Regions from separate parts of the Oryctolagus cuniculus genome. Here region 2 is linked to region 1. Evidence: chromatin contacts called from public Hi-C data. All regions are on one chromosome and are shown on one strand. The core of a region is the stretch at or near the end of the contact, and the rest is flanking DNA. Distances in the headings are between cores, read along the strand shown. Region 1 overlaps RORA (RAR related orphan receptor A). Region 2 overlaps RORA (RAR related orphan receptor A).

Evidence for each region. Hi-C and Micro-C count contacts between places; a contact is called where the count stands out from the background.
Region 2: a contact with region 1 is called in a Hi-C map of an unstated tissue, with 5 times the contacts expected there. The contact joins two enhancer-like sites. A contact is called at or near these places in 2 of 6 Hi-C or Micro-C datasets (ear pinna and an unstated tissue).

What each region holds. Positions count from the first base shown.
Region 1 is chr12:83,619,585-83,625,188 of mOryCun1.1, forward strand. All of the region lies in intron 2 of RORA (RAR related orphan receptor A), which reads right to left. Among named protein-coding and RNA genes, the nearest start is that of ICE2, 240 kb to the left of the region's middle. Within about 2 kb of position 2,692, at least 1 of the 8 cell types and tissues checked has an H3K27ac peak or open chromatin away from gene starts, as enhancers often do.
Region 2 is chr12:83,817,808-83,823,411 of mOryCun1.1, forward strand. All of the region lies in intron 2 of RORA (RAR related orphan receptor A), which reads right to left. Among named protein-coding and RNA genes, the nearest start is that of RORA, 340 kb to the right of the region's middle. Within about 2 kb of position 2,439, at least 1 of the 8 cell types and tissues checked has an H3K27ac peak or open chromatin away from gene starts, as enhancers often do.

The DNA of each region.
Region 1 (5,604 bases), core at 1,442-3,941:
CAGAATTCCAGGGCTCCTTTTAACACGTGTCTGGGCTTCTCTAGCCTGCAGCCCAATTGAGGCACATTTATTGCAGAGGAGATTTTGACTCTGTAAGGCCTCATAAAGATGGGCCACTCGCATCTTTCCATGGTGCAGCTTCCAACACAGCCTTGGTGTTCTCAAGGTCATGTGTATTTCAGTATTTCACCAGGGATACGCGGCTGATGTACATCCACACTCCTGCCTCTAAAATTGCATACTTCTGCAGGCCCCAGACAATACATCTTTCTTTCTTAACAACCAACTTCTTTTTTGCCCAAAGAGCTGCCAGCACAGAAGGGTAATCAATGCAGATTTATCAAATAAATGTATAATGAATAAATGTCAAAAATTTGTCGACAGTACTGAAGAAGAAGGACAGCTTTAAGCAGCAGCTAATTAGAAGCCAGCTGCAATAATGGGCACCTTACTGTGACCCTTCTTTCCCCTTGCTGTGTCCTAATCTTTACATACACACATACCATGAACAGGCCAATCTTTGGAGAGCTGCTCTACAGTCAATGAGGAGGCTCGACAGAGATCACCTGTCTGTGCAAAGCACCTTCTAATGGTAACTAACTGATTCTGTCCCAGCCACTCCTTGTTCTTTCCACCCTACTGTCTCCTTTGGTCCTGCTACCCTCTAGCTCAAGGACTTCAGGGAGATAACAGTCCCCTTTGGTACACATGGTTTAGCCTCTCATCAGCCCTCTAGGTTTTACAACAGCTTCCTGTAACACTCCTTTGCCTCCATGACTTACTAGAAAGATAAAAAAAATTATGACACTCTGACTGAAACAAATTACATGATAATAACACAATAAATTCCTTAGCCCTCCCATGCTCACTCTCAAGATGCGTTAAATTATAATAGCAGTGGTTTCAAGTATCTTTTTTTCCTGCAACTGTACAATAAAACCAGTTTGTGTTAAGTAGTCTAATAAGACTTTTTAATAAATGAAATATGAAATGTCAATGACAGTATATTTCCTTTTATGAATATTAGAAGTGATATTTGTTATCTTGGGAAGAATGGCTGATATTTTCAAATGGAACTCACACCTGAAATGAGACATGCTGAACTTATCATTGTTCTGATTAAGAAATGAAGACTTATTCCACAAGTGACACACCAGTGGTCCCCAACATGCTCTGTTTGAATTACAAATGGTTGTCTAAGACTTTCAAAAAACTGAACATCTAAACACCCAGATGTTTCCTTTCAAAAAATCTATTCTAGAAATAGAAAATATGGTAACATAGGCCTATATTCCTGTGTTACACAATTCAGCTCAGTCAATATGAGGGATGCCATCTTTAGCCAGTACACATAGTCTCCAGTTGATATAATCCATACCACTGCCTCCTATCTAGTGGAACTGAGGCCATGTATCAATTATCATTTATCATCAGGGCCTGTTAATGGTTGAGATTTGTTTGAACTTATCTTTTTAAGATGTCCAGCCTGTTTAAGGTAGCCGCCTAACCTTTGTAGTCATTTGCACTGAAGGACGCCAGTGTACTGCAAAGCATTAGAAGATGGACCTGGCCCAATTTAAGCTCTGGCAGATCCTCTGGAGGCTGCAAGTCTAGCCTTCCTTCCAAAGTGCACAAATCTGGCTCCATTCCTATTGCTTCCAGGAAGCTATTCATGACTATTAGTGCCCAGCTTCTCTTCCTGACCTGGGTGCCCCAGCATCCAGATTTAAGAACACAACATTCAGGATTAGAATGCACATTGTCCTTCAGTCGCTTTACTTAGGGCAGATTTCTCTCCTCTCTGGAAAAAATATCTTGAAGATGAAAATCCTGTCTCTTGGTCTAGAAAACCTGAATTCTCTGTCCATGGCTACTGGATCTGTACCCTATGCAGCAGTCAGAGTGGATACTCTGCACTTGGGTTAGGCAGGAGGAAAAAAAGAAAGCTTAGGTGACACCAATCAGCGAGGAAAGGACAATTTTTTTCACCTCCTCTCCCGGTTTTCAGATTGTGGCCAAGGCTTCACCTGCAAGAAAAGATTACACCCAATTGTTCTAAAATTCTGTAGGGTGTGTAGTAAGTGTGTAAGGCAGTTATTAATACACCATTTTCCACGGGGAAACAAATGTCATCAGGCCAGCAGTCCATGCCAGGGGAGCCCAGGAATTTTATCCTTTGGTAGTACATATTCTGGCCCCCCACAGCCAGAGCCCAGCCGCAAGCTGAAAGATCATCTGGTTGAGGGAAGGGCTTCTCCGCTCCTCCTACTCCCACCCCACACTTTACCCACTATGAAAACCAATGGCGCCTTTTATCAGCTTGGCAAGATGACAGAGGGAATGTTTAACTCTGCACTTAAAATTCTTGGTTCCTACTGACAGCATTCCCAGTCCTCAGAGAACACTGAATGGATATTTGAAGAGTTTTGTGAAACTGAGACTGAGCAGTGGCAAGGAGGAGGGAGAGAGCCAAAGTGAACAGAACATTCTAGAATACACTCCCCCAAACATTCCAGGCTTCTCACTTTCCTCTCCTCCCCAACCGAGTTATATTCAGCCCTGAGCAATATTCCTACAGGAGGGAGGTGAGGTAATGTCCTCGGACTGACTGCGTGCAAACCCCGAGTCATCCGAGCCAGCTGGGAGCACCTGAGTCAGTCACCACACATCTTCATCTCACAGTGTCCACAAGAGCACAGAGAGATGAGTGACAGACCCTTGTCCTGGTCCCTGCCACATAAGCAGGGCACAGTTCTTAGGAGCTGCTATGATCGTTTTCTTCTCCAAGGAAGGCACCTGATTTCTATGAGGCAAGCCTTATAGCAGGATTGCAACTGCAGAGTAATAATTGCCTGCTGCTAAGATTTTATAGGTAAGGGAGTAGAGTGAGGGAGGTGTTCTCCTTGGGCAAACATGGGTCCTACGGAAATCCAGCAATCAGATGAATACTTCTTAATTACCTCTCTCTTTCTAAAACAAATTTTTTGCCTCCGCATAGAAAATGTGTATTTGTGGGAAATCTGGGATGTTACAGTGGGCCTGTGGCTTTTCCATCGGACGACATACTGTGGTGACATGTGACCAGGTGGAAAAGGAGGCCCTTTAACAAGATCATCCCTGCACTAGAAATGTTCTCTCATTCTTTTGTAGACCAAACAATAGAATTCTTTTTTATTTATTTATTTGACAGGTAGAGTTACAGACAGTGAGAGAGAGACAGAGAGAAAGGTCTTCCTTCCATTGGTTCATGCCCCAAATGGTCACTACAGCTGGTGCTGCGCCGATCCGAAGCCAGGAGCCAGGTGCTTCTTCCTGGTCTCCCAGGCAGGTACAGGGGCCCAAGCATTCCTCCACTGCCCTCCTGGGCCACAGCAGAGAGCTAGACTGGAAGAGGAGCAACCGGGACTAGAACCTAGTGCCCAAATGGGATGTCGGCGCCACAGGCGGAGGATTAACCCAGTGAGCCATGGCGCCAGCCCCCAAACAATAGAATTCTTACATTGGAAGGGAAGAAGAGGCTGTACCAGGTCCTCTCCTCCTACAAGTGCCATTCAGCCCTTGAGAGTTGGAAGAATGTGCCCCAAATCTTTTAGCTAATTATGGGCAAGGGTGCAATTATAACTCAAGCCTTTTGGACTTCTCATTAAATGAGTTTTGAATTTTACCAGGCTACCTTTGCTGGCTGTGTTGATTGACTATGGCTGTTGAGAACTGTTAGACCTTCTAAGATTCTCCAATTCTAGTTTTTTTTTTTTCCTGCTAGAGAAGAATATCTTCAACTGCTATAAAATGATCCTATGTCTTATCTAGCAGGTTCTGTGATGCAGACCCTTGGCCAAACTTCCAATATTCAGTCATTTACTTGGGAAGAATTATAAGGAGCAAGAATCCATCATAGAAGGACACAGTGAGGAGGAAAGGAGCTAAAAATGAGGGCAGAGAATTTCAGTGGTAGAAGCTTGGAAGCACAGATACTAAGAAACTTCTATCAACAAAGTGATTTGGCACAGGGAGTTGGAAATCAGCTTCCTCTTTGCTCACTTTCTTGTCTGGCTCTCCTGCAACAGCTGGGTGGTAAAACTCAGGGTTTCTCCAAAGAGCTTCACTGAGCGTCTTCCAGCAGACTGAAAAGAACTTCCTTGGAGACTGTCTATAGAAAGCAGAAGCCCCGGCAAGCACAGCTATGAAAACCACAACTTCATCTATTCCTTATTGTTTGCATCCACATAAATTGTGCAAATTGTTTTGCATGTTAAAAAACAAACCAAAATTGTATTTTTAGAAAGGAAATAAAATGAAAACACAATGAGGTTCCTGTAACCTTCTCGACAGTGCCCAACAGTAGTTTCTAATAAAGTCATAGACTAGCTTTTTTCCAATTATGTTCACAATTTTGTTTATGTACATGCAAATGGAACAGTCATCTGGAAAACATCTTTATCTTCATCAATTGTGTGCCTGTGCACAAACACACTCCCAGCTTAGAAGTCCAAAAGCAATCTTGAATGCTAGAGGAAAGACTCATGTCCTAGTTCAAGCTACCAATCTTGAAATTTGTAGTGGGTAGAAACTGCTACACATTTTTTATATAAAAATTATGATTCTTACTCTCCAGCTAAAGTAGGAGAACTGCTTTTACCCAGAAATGATCTTACACTATACTAGAACTACTCAGTCAGCATCTTTAATTATCATTTCCCACAAGTCTCTAGGTTAGTGCTTCTCAAAGTTGAATGTGCAGATGAATTGCACCAAGGTCCTATTAAAAATGCAAACTCTGATTCAGTGGGTCTGGGTTGGGCTGGAGATTCTACAATTCTGACAACTTTCCAGGTGATTCCAACTGTCCAATCCAAGGACTAACCTTTGAGTAGCAAGATTCGAGAGCAAGATTATTTAACACTGTTCTCACCAAGGCAGGAAGTGGGTCACAGACAATGAGGGCTGGGATAGCAGGCTTCTTTGAGCCAGCATGCTCCCTAAGAATCTTCCCTCACTCAGGTACCTTCTGTGCTGTCTTCATTTCCTCCCTTCTGAATGCACTTACAACTACCAACCTAAAGGGGGCAGCCTACTGCACAGGCAGCATATACGGCATGTGAGCAATCCCATTTACTGGCTAGGTGATTCTCAATCTTTGTTGCATCTGTGGTATGGCACTAAGATACTCAGGAGCTTATTTTAGAGACATGAGAGAGAGAGAATGTAGTACCCAGCACCATGCTTTGTACACAACAGTCCAACACAGCCATCTCCCTCATTTTAAAACATCATGTCCCAAATCAGTGCTTCATGCACGGCTTCAGCAGTGCAGACTAAGGAGGGGATGGGGTTCACAACACCTAAAGCATTTTAATAAAAGTCTGCCTATGACATGGGAAGTTGGAAGGCAGGGTACAATCTTCCTCTCTTTACAATATGTTATGCTTGGATACAATATGCTTGGATGTCTTTTGTCCTCATCCCTAAGCTGGTATCTTTTAGCCTTGTCAATTCATTAACTAACATAGTTTTAGAGAGTTCTGTAATGTGCTAGGCACTGCCTCTAACACCCAGAGAAAACTTCCAAATACAATCAGCTGCCAGATTTCCTGGATCTTAGGT
Region 2 (5,604 bases), core at 1,189-3,688, 200 kb after region 1:
AAAATCTCCCTGTACACATGAGACCAGCCAAGGGCCTAGGATCTCACTTTCGCATCTGTCATTCTGCATTTCGAATGCAGGCCTAGAGGGGCGACAGCGCTTGTCCCTGCTCCTACTCAGACTCCATCCTGCAGTGCTTCCCAGGGCTCCATGGAGCCGGAAGACGGTTTAATGCTTCTTAAGAAGGCTGGCAAGAGAGGGAAAGGCACACCAGGATATACTGTCAGCCAGGGCCTTAAAACAGCACTCTGAGAGGAACAGCCTGATGTGTGGCATTTGCCCACTGGTCTGTGACAGCTACACCCAGTGCGGCTGAATGAGGCTACCGAATTCAGATCTGGAGAGAGAGGCACGGCATCAGCTCTGGCGAGCCGGCCCAGCCCACCAGCAGGCAGAAGGCTCTCTCTTCTGAGGCTGCCTGCGGAGTGCTCTGAATCCAGGGACACACTCCTTGCTGAAAGGCAGATTTGCAAATGCTCAAGTTTATTAGCTCCCAGTTGACGATACTTTCCAGACACGATAAATAAAACTGTACAAAAGAGTGCTTTGGAGAAAGGAGGCCAATCCTAGAGTTTTATGCAGGGGATAGATTATATCTTCTCTGTGGACACACGGGCATCATCCTGAATTTCTGGCTGAGCCCCGCACCCAAAGGTGGCATGTAGCCAAGTGCAGGTGACAGGTTAGCATCAAGCCTGATGTTTATATCAACCGTTTTAGGAGAGGACAATGCACACTCTGTCCTCAGGAGTGGACAACAGGGTGAGGGACAGAGGGCCACTGAGGCAGGGGGCAAGCAAAGCCAGGCCTTAGGCTCTCTTGCTACAGCTTCAGAGTAGATCAAGTACCAGTGACTGCCTTCCCAGGGGCAGCCTTGGCAGAGCCCAGCAGGATCGGCTGTTTCTATTGTTGGATGCATTTATGGGCCCTCCTGGCCGATTTGGCAAGCAGTTTTATAGGAACGGTCTTCCGGGAGCATCCTGCCCTGGGCGAGTGGGGGAGTCTCAGAGTCCCGCTGCTACTCGCTTTGCACCAGTCCTCCTCAGCCCTAAACACCGACTTTCAAGGCTCTGCTATAGTTAGAAATTCAACTGGCAAACTTATGCCATTCGACCCATGACTTCCCCAAGTGTAGTGCCATGCAAAGGTGGCAAATAGTAAGGCCGGCCTTTCAGAATGTACCAGGCACCCCAACCTAAATTCACAGTCGAGAGAACACCTTATTTGCAATAAATGGAATCACAAGTTATTACAGGGGTGATTACCTTCCTAGGCACCATGAATTTAGAATTATGTAAAACAGAAGAAGGCCCGTCTCTAAAAGTTCATCCAACAGTGATTTAAATGAGGTAGCACAAAGTGTGATAGCTTTTAACGTGTTCAAGTTCCCATGGCAAATCCCTGTTATAAAATACTTTGCTGTTTCATTGATTTGATAAGCTTAGGGTGGGGTACGTTTTGCTATCTATATATATTTATATAGTGATAAAGTGTCTTATCACTATATATTTTTCACTTAGAAGCCCAAAAAGTCAATAAGAGCAATCTTTAGGTTGCTATACTTTTCCTACCGTTCACATCGAGTGCCTACGAATTTTGGGCCATAAACTCAGTGTTGGGAACAGCATTTGTTGGCCCTGGAAGAATGTGCAGGCCAAATAAATTAGTAGGCATCTAATTAGTAGGCACCAATGTCCTATGCAACATCCCCAGTACCACATAACTGCAGTAATATATTTGAAACAAGCCAATTAGTATGCCATTTGTACATTAATTCTCTCCAATATATATCCTGAGTTTTCCTAAAGGCCTTCTCATTTGCAAGGTTTACCTTTATGATAAGTGTCCTTATTAAAATATAACTGAACTGCACACACACAGTATGTAGAATAAGTCAAAGTTCTTTTTAAATACTGGTTTCCATGAGGGCTAAAGAGCCTCCTCATTGGGGAATGGATTTGAAGTGGAGCAACAAGGGAATTCACACATGCACAGACAAGTACTATGGCTTCAGTAGGAGAATGCAGATGAAGTCAGGAGACAGGGCTGGGAAATGAGGGTCACCGTGAAAGAACCCGGCAGGGTCCACAGCCCCCGCCACACGTCTGCGAGTCAGACGGGAACAGGTTCAGAGGGGTGGATGCTCTTCAAGATGCTGGCTGGTATTTTAATCCACCCATCCCATCTGCAAAGGGCCTTTGGGCAAAAAGTGTGGCACCTAAGAACGGAAAGATCTCACCAGATTCTAGAATGCACAGGGGCTCAAAGCACACTCTGCAAAACATTCTCCTAAATGAGCACAGAGATGGAAAGCTTCTGACCTCTTCAGCCTGGGCTGCTATTCTGTCACAGTAATGAAAGACGGGAGAGGGTCGGTGGCCAGGGCTTCCCACCAACCAGGAGCAGGAGCAGAGGGCCACGAGAGACAGTCAGGAACCACAGGAGTGGTGTGGGTAGCTGTGGCCGAGGCCGGGGGCGGGGGACACAGTAATAGAACTAGGGAGAGCAAGCAGAACCCAGTGACAAGGGGAAGCCCAGGCTGATTCCTCAACACTCACAAAATACCTCCACCTCTCTGGGGACTCAGAAGGATGCTGGGGTGGAGAGGGGACTTGAATCAGACTGCACGGCACTAGCAGGGCAGGGTGTGGGACTCTGGGGGCTTGGTCTTCACACTGATGAGATCCATTCACCCCCAGGGCTGGAAAGGCTTGGAAAGAATTCAGTTACATAAGCCCTCATCAGCCCCTCCTCTTCTTTCTGACAGGCAGTCTTAGCCCTGTTATTATCTCTGATCTTGGACCACTTCCCTGAGCCACTGGGCAACCAATGTCTCTTTCTCAAAAGTAGGGAGAAATGTAAATTCTTCGGTTTTCTCCTAAGCAGCCAGAGAGTCCCCGATTTGCATGGCCATGTGAGTGTAAAATATGATGATAAAGAATGCAATTCTTAAGACACGTCAAAGACGGCTCATTAGATCAACTTTTTTTTTTCTTTCCCCTGTATTCATGTTGTTTTATTTTTTTTTTAAACAGGGACCACTGTGCCTTCTTTCAAGTGACAAGAGTTGTGACAGCTGCTCTATAAGGTATTCAATGGTTAATTAAGACAAGACTGTCAGTGCCGAGCTCTTTTGTGTTTTGTAGAAAGCAGTTGCTAAACAGATGAAAGTAGGTCTGAGGCAAGGGGTAGCATAACTATTATTTCAATTAATAAATAGCTCTAAAAGTGAAGGAAGTGATCAAGGCCCCCAGAGCGTCTGTATCTGCCCCGGTTCTGTCAGGAAAATTAAACAGAGCGCTCGTGATTGCCATTGCTTCTGCCGAACAGATCCAAGCAAGTTGGGTCACCTGTGCTGAGCGGGTTAGCGTCTGCCTGGTTCTTGGGGCACCCCCTAGTGACACATTTGTTACCCTGGCACTTCCGTTTCGCCACCACAGAGCCAAATGGTGGCCCGGTCTCTTCCCTCTTCCATCTGCATGCTCTCCTGCAATCTTCCCCCTCTCTTCCACCAAAGCAGCCCTAAAATGTATTTTCAGACAAATATCAGGGAAGCGTTTATAAATATTTCAGAGGCATTTCATAAATAAATAAGCAAATCTACAAAAAGACTTCTCTCCTTTAATGAGATCTTGGCTGTGCTATATGCCTTTCTATTTGAGCGTAATGAAAACCAGTTGGGAAGATTTCCATACCGGACTCTCTTTTGGGGAGGGGGTTCATAATATATGAAACACGCCTGCTCCGCGTCTTTGAAACACAGAGCCTTGTCGTTGACATATTAGTCAGCTCTGGCACGAGGGAATAGCTTTTACTCTTTTTAAAGTAAATACTAATCAATAGCAACTGTGCCGACAAAAACCTTCTTGCCGCCTAATTGCATCACAGCTACTCATAGACCCCAACAGAATTTTCCCCTGGATGTAACAAAATTAACTACCAGGGGCTGAGCCAGTGAATTATCACCCTCTCACTATTCAAGTGTAATTAACACAGGGCCCCCGACTTCCACATGTGCCATTACAGGGCCATTTGTATGTGTAATTTTCAAACAGGGGCTTAAGGTCGTGCCCACATCAATCTTTTCAACACACACATCTGCGCAGGAAATCAAACTGGCAGGGGGGTGGTCCCAACCATTATAGGAAATCTCTCCCTCTCTGAAATCTTGTTCATAGTTTCTCTTCCGCAGCTTAATGCCTTCTGTGGTCTCTTTGGCCCTGTCAGAAACAGCCCGACAGTATCAGCGGCAAACAAGTTGTTTGAGATATTCTAACAAGCAAATCTAGGACCAAACTGGTCAATCCAGCTGCCAGACAGAAAGGAATCTTACCAACAGCTTGGGATGGACACTAGGGCCATTTTAGTTAAGGACTTTTTTTTTTTTAAATTGCACATTAGGATTTTGAAGGATGTTCACCTAACATTTTTCTAATTTATATTATCATTGTCAATTACAGTAACAGCAGTGGCCATTTGTTGGGCACATGGGCTAAGAGCTTTAAATATTTTATCATTTAATCCTCAGAAGATGTGTTAGGCATTATTGTCCCTACTTTTTTTAAAAAAAGTTTACTTTTCAGACACTTGAAAGAGCAACATGGGGAGAGGGAGACAGAGAGGCAGGAGGAGACCTTAGATTTGTTGGTTCATTCCCCAAATGGTCACAATAGCTAGATTTGAGCCATGCCCACCCGGAGCCTAGCACTCTATCTGGTCTCCCACATGGGCAACAAGAATCCAGGTACTTGGGCCATGATCTGCTGCCTTCCCAGGCACATTAGCAGGGAGTTGGATCAATAGCAGAGATGGGAATAGAACTAGGTGCTTCCATACAGGATGTGGACATCCCAAGAGGTGGCGTAACTTGCTGCACCACACCTGCCTCTACTACCCTTACTGTAACACTGAGGCTCAGAATGGACAATTGACCCCAAGTGCACCAAGCAGCCAGTTGGGAGGGAGGTATCACCTCATCACCAGTCCCACCGCCATCCACATCATCTGCATTTCACACAGGAAATACACAAGGCAAAGCCATGGCTCAGGCTTAGGTAGTGAGGAAGAACATGGCAAAAGAGACTTGGAGACAAAAGGCAGTGAGATCTCTGTCGCGCTAATAGCACCTCACACCCAGCAGCTAGTTCTTCCATCCTCTTCAAGGGTTAGAGGAAGAGCAACAGGAGAGGAGTGAGGGTACACATCAGTCCAGAGCAGAGATCAGCTGGGGGACCTGGCATCCCCACTCTGCGCTCACTGCTCTCAGCTGGGTAACAGTGAGTGACAGGAGCAGAGCTCCTGGTTCCCTTTTCTCTCTCCCCCTCTCCTTCTCCCTAAATTTATTTATTTATTTGAAAGTCAGAGGGAGGGTGGGAGGGAGAGGGGGAGAGGGGGACAGACAGAGAGAGGGAGTGGGGAGAGGGAAAGAGGGAGAGAGGGGGAGAGAGGGAGAGGGGGAGAGAATGCATTTTCGTCTCCTGGCTCACTCTCCAGATGGCTTCAATGGTTAGGGCTGGGATAGGCTGAAGCCAGAAGCCTGGAACTCCATCTGGGTCTCCCACACTGGTGGCAAGGGCCCAAGCATTTGGGCCATTTTCCACTGCT